Linked DNA regions of Sus scrofa: region 1 is linked to region 2. Evidence: chromatin contacts called from public Hi-C data. All regions are on one chromosome and are shown on one strand. The core of a region is the stretch at or near the end of the contact, and the rest is flanking DNA. Distances in the headings are between cores, read along the strand shown. Region 1 overlaps INPP4B (type II inositol 3,4-bisphosphate 4-phosphatase). Region 2 overlaps INPP4B (type II inositol 3,4-bisphosphate 4-phosphatase).

The links. Hi-C and Micro-C count contacts between places; a contact is called where the count stands out from the background.
Region 1: a contact with region 2 is called in a Hi-C map of liver, with 1.8 times the contacts expected there. The contact joins two enhancer-like sites. A contact is called at or near these places in 3 of 47 Hi-C or Micro-C datasets (liver, psoas muscle and skeletal muscle).

Annotation. Positions count from the first base shown.
Region 1 is chr8:85,142,674-85,145,373 of Sscrofa11.1, reverse strand. INPP4B (type II inositol 3,4-bisphosphate 4-phosphatase) reads right to left here. Exons shown (of 30, transcript XM_021100673.1): 3 at 668-733. Among named protein-coding and RNA genes, the nearest start is that of INPP4B, 330 kb to the right of the region's middle. Within about 2 kb of position 1,428, at least 16 of the 83 cell types and tissues checked have an H3K27ac peak or open chromatin away from gene starts, as enhancers often do. A contact at or near this core is called in liver, where this site is marked.
Region 2 is chr8:85,064,489-85,067,188 of Sscrofa11.1, reverse strand. The region is part of intron 2 of INPP4B (type II inositol 3,4-bisphosphate 4-phosphatase); the gene reads right to left. Among named protein-coding and RNA genes, the nearest start is that of INPP4B, 250 kb to the right of the region's middle. Within about 2 kb of position 1,333, at least 2 of the 83 cell types and tissues checked have an H3K27ac peak or open chromatin away from gene starts, as enhancers often do. A contact at or near this core is called in liver, where this site is marked.

The DNA of each region.
Region 1 (2,700 bases), core at 179-2,678, 78 kb before region 2:
TGCTTCTCTCCACCTCTGTGACTTCGCTACAGCCACTTGATCCTTTTTTTCCCCTTCATTATTTTCTCTATTCAATGCTCTTCCATCTTCCTGGGACTCTTTTCCTGACACTTCACCTCTTAGTTTGAACATCTTCCGAAGAAATACCCTCTGATTGGCCCATCAACAGTAGAGTCCTTCCTTATCTCCCACAGAACTCTGCAATTACCCTTCATAGTATTTATCATAGTTTTATGCACTATAGATACTTGCTTATTTATTTCATGTCACGTTCACTGGACTGTGAGCACCATGAGGGTGAGAATGGACCTTGCCTGTTTTGTTCAAGTCTGTAAAAATCACCAAATGCCTCACAGATGAGTGTTCGCCATATAACTGGCCTTTAATAGATATGTATTGACTTAGTAATATTAGTAAGTTTGTTAATTCCTTCACATTTCTGCCTAGGTCTGGCCTAGCTGAAATCTTCAAAACTTATTTAATATATGCTTAAAAATCATTTCCTCTTTAGGATATGGTCAGCCACCTACAATATGCAGTCACACGCATTCTAAGACACCAAACTGGCCTTTCTATAAAATATTTTAAATGAAACGGGCTATAAGTTTGAATTAATCATCAATCTCAATGAATATTATTGATCAATTACTGAGAATCACTCCTGTACCTGCTTCCTTGTTGTATTCCTCAAATAGCTCTGCTCTTTGATTACTGCTTTGCTGACCTCAGATCTCTGGAAAGAACAAAAAGACAAAATGTTAAGATTTAGTGTTTCACTGGGAACTCCTTTTTTAAAACATGCCTGGCTAAAATATTTGATTTGCTCATAATGCCCATTCTTCCAAACTTGAGAACTTATGTCCTGATCACACATGCCATGGAATATAGCTATTTCTTGTTTGTATTCCAAACAAGACTCTGCTTTGTTCAGCTCACAGGGGTCCGCTAGAAAGAACTCCAGCTGACTCATTTATTTGCTTACTGAGCCAAGCGCTTGTCCAAAGTACATGGACCAACTCCTGTATTTCCCATAATCATTGGGCAGGCAAGGGTTAGCCCAGCAGGTGTGAGTCACTCAAATGCTACACATTCCAAAGACAGATCTACCTTTAGAATTGGCCTTAGGCCAGCTCCTGGAAGATAACCTTTGAGCTCTTGGAATACTCTGACTGATGAGAGAGTTTCTGTATGTTTGAGGTGTCTGCTGCTCTAGTTGGACCAGACACACTTAGGGTGAACACCTGTTTTGGCTTGGGAGAAGGGGCGGCTAAAGTCTGAATAGCTGAGGTCTGTCATCTGGGGCTGCAGACTTCTGTGACTGACCCCAGTTAACTCTAGAGACCAGAGCTTGGCTGAGCTTCCCTGGCTGACCACACTTCACACATGTCCTCACGCTGTTGCCGAGAGCATTGAGCACACACACCCATGGGACCTGCTGGGAAAGGACACCTGGAAGTTGGCAGCCGGACTTTGCCTCATGTGCCCTTTCCCTTCACTGGTTTTAATCTGTATCCTTTCGCTGTAAGAATCCATGACTGTGAGTATAACAATTTTTCTGAATCCTGGGGAACCCTTCCAGCAAATCATCTAGCCTGAGGGTAGACTTGAGGACCCACAACAAAACCCCCTCTGATGTAGGTACCATTATTACCCATATTTCATAGACCGAGGAATTGGCCAAGAAAGGAAAAGAAACTCAGACTCTCACAGCTAGTTTAAGCATCAGTATTTAAAATGGAACCCAAGGACCTGGTTTGGGTGTTTTATCACTATGCCATGTGGTTTATTAAAATATTTGTTATTATGTGTCATTTGATAAGTGTATCCAAAAGTGCCATCTGGTTCTTATCTTATTATCAGGAATGATAATTTTCAAATTATAAATTTACTACCAATTACTAAGATTTCATTTTATCTGCTAAAAAGAGAGCAACAACGTTTATTGAGTTAAAGTTGCTTTTTAACTCTTGTGCTTTATCCAAAACAAACTTTCTTCCAGTCACGTGTGATTAAGATTTTCTCACATTCTGCTATATTTCTTCCCATTCTATATGACTTTTAATATGGGAGTATAAAAACTACAGAGTCAGCTTTATTCTTCTATTGAAGTATATAGTTGCTGTACAATCATATATATGTTATATATATGTGCTATATATGTTGTATATTTTACATATATGTTACATATGTATAAATTACAGATATGCAGTATGGTGATTCACAGTTTTAAAGCTTATATTCCATTTATAAGATATAAAATAAAATATTGGCTATATTCTCCATGTTATACAACACATCCTTGTATCTGATTTTATACCTAAAAATTTGCACCTCTGACTCCTCTATCCCTGTATTGCTCCTCCCGGCTTCTCCCAACTGGTCTCTACATCCATCTGCTTTTTTTTGTTATATTTACCAGTTTGCTATATTTTTTAGATTCCACTTGAGAGTCAGCTTTAAATCATACCAGGTTCTTATTTAATTTGGGGAAAACAAAACACCTTATCACAATTTTTCTTAAAGTTTCTAATTCTTTGAGTCTGACAGATCCAGAGATGCTTTTAAAGAGAAGTGTTGTGAAAAATAGATTCATAATAGGAGGAAACATGAAGTGAGTCACTCAGTAGCTACCAAAGAAAACCATCTACTGATTTCTAAACACAACAGGTAAAAATAATATGACAGTTACATAGAGATAGC
Region 2 (2,700 bases), core at 84-2,583:
CTGCACAGTGGGGTTAAGGATTCAGCGTTGCTGCAGCTGTGGCTTAGATCACAACTGCAGCTCGGATCAGATCTCTGGCCTGGGAGCTCCATATGCAGCCAAAAAAAAAAAAAAAAAAGGTTTAAGGGCTGAACAATTTCTGCAGGCAGATGACCCACCAAAACTCTGCCTCAGCTGGAGGAGGGGAACAAATAAAGATTGAGTGTGGACTAATATATTGAACTAGACAGTCTATTTTCTGAATCGAGACTGTATTTTTCACATAATGTGACCCTAGGACTTCCTATTATCCAAGAGTAATGAACTTGTTGAAGGTTTCATCCAATAATGGAGGAAAAACTTCTCCTACTGAATGTATTTTACATGGACACTAGAAAACAAAATCAAGTGGATTTTATGGTTACATCCTGGGAGTTGTACTTTTTCAGTTACATATATTATTTATGAAATTATATGATTTGAATATGTGTCCCCAATAATAAGTATGTAGAAAAAAAATTTGTTTTATATAAATGTATCTATATTAATCCCCAAAGACTCAGGGGTATGCAAAATTAGAATCCAATGTATCAAGGAAAAAGCACCTGTATGGTGAACATTCAATGTATTTACAGTGCAACAGTATTATACTTAATGGTAATAATGATGGCAATAGCTAATAATAGCTAACAACTAAGCACTTATTTTGTGCCAAACACCACCCTGAAGGTTTTATAATGGGAATGTGCAAAAATGGACTCATCAAGCCTATAAGGTAGGTAACACTACTATCTTCGTTCTCCTTCTTTTTTAAAAAAACTTTATTAGAACATAGTTGACTCACAACACACACTACTGTATTAAATGTACAAATAACAAGAACCTACAGAATAGCACAGGGAAATCTATTCAATAGTTTGTAATAACCTATAAGGGAAAAAAGAAAGGATATATGTATATGTATAACTGATTCACTTAGCAGTACAACTCATTACTCTTTAAAGAGAAGGTAACCAAGGCACATAGACGGTAACTAAATAACTCACTTTGAGGTCCCTGAGTAAGTACTAAATGACAGAGATGGACATAGAGATGAAACTCTCAGCCAATCTCAATGATAATCAAAGAGAGATCATTTTGTTTAGAATCTTTTGGTTAAATTAATATTTAGAGCATTGCTTTCATCCAACATTCTTTCAAATCATACCACTGAGTCTATATTTCCTCTGTATATTGATCCCCTTTTCCTGCTTCCACTGCTTTTTTGTACTTTTTGTATATTTTTACCAAGGCAACCAGGACAGCAAATAAGCTCTCAAAATGCTGAGCAGTTATTTCCTACACAGTCAGAAAACCGACCCTAGAATCAATATTTAATGTGCAAATATTATGTCTGGAGTCTCAAAAGTCTTTATGCTTGCCAGATCATTTTTAAAACCTTCTGACTAACTCGTGTATATCCTCGAACCTTTCCACTGAGCTCTGGGGATCTTTCAGATGGACTGGAGGACCCTTCATCTTCTGAACCCCCAAATCCTTGCAGGATTGCTCAGGAAATAGTTAAACATTAACCACTTACGATTGCCTCCAACACCCTGCACTGATTTTCTGCAATCCAGTTAGCAACCTTTGGCAAAAGAAGTATGACCTTCCTCTCATGGACCACTAGCGAATCAGAGTCAAAGAGCCAAACAGGCCATCAGAAGTCACCGAGTTTATAACCCATTTTATATCTCAGGAAAACTAAAGACCATGAAGGTTAAGTGACTTGGCTGAAGTGACACAGTGTGCTGAGAGAGAGCAAACCCTGGCTGTCAGAACAATGCTGCTTTCACCTTTCCTGCTAAGAAAATATCATCTCCAATTATTTCCACTGAAGCAATGCCCACCTCCCACCCCCGCTTTCTATTGTATACTACTTCCTTATCTGTGGAGAACAAATCTGGATACCAATTTAGAATCTGATATATCATATTGGGTCTCTTCTTGAGGTTAAAATATTGTAAGAAATATGGAACCCATAAGAAATCATTGGTTCAGGTAGCAACAACACAACTTCATGCATTAATCATCACCATATTTTATTAGAGAGCCTGCATGCATAAAGATTGAGAAAAAAGCTAAAACAGCTTTCAGTGGTTTCAAAAGAGATATTGGCTAAGGATTATTATTAGCATAGGTTCCAGTTGATAGGGAAACAGGTTGTGACTCTAGTCAGTGGTTCAGTTTGGAGAGAAGCCCAAAGGAACAACTTTGAAAGGTAAATATATATCCCCAACTCCTCTCTAATGGCTGCAAAGCTATTTCCTTCTACTACTTAAATAATGGAAGAACCAAGTCACTCTTACCTGTCACTACAGAGCAATACTTCTAGCACTGAGAGACTTGTGGACTTGATGGCAAACGAGTGCAAATTTTAAGTAGTGACCTGAGAATTTTAATTTTTATCAGTTATGGAACAACAGCCAAAGCATTTCAAAGCATATCAACAAACAAACAGAAAATTAAAGAAAGTCCTCAAAGGAAAATATCCTCCCTGAAATATGTGATAAGACAATATATAAATGATAGGAGAAAAGGCCAGCCCAGATGGCCCTGTCTTATAGAAATATGATAGGAAATAAATGCATTGAAACTTAAAATACATATTAATGGTAAACCAAATCTGACTGCCTCCATAACAATCCATCTAAATAGTTTAAATTTGGGGGAAAAATTCTG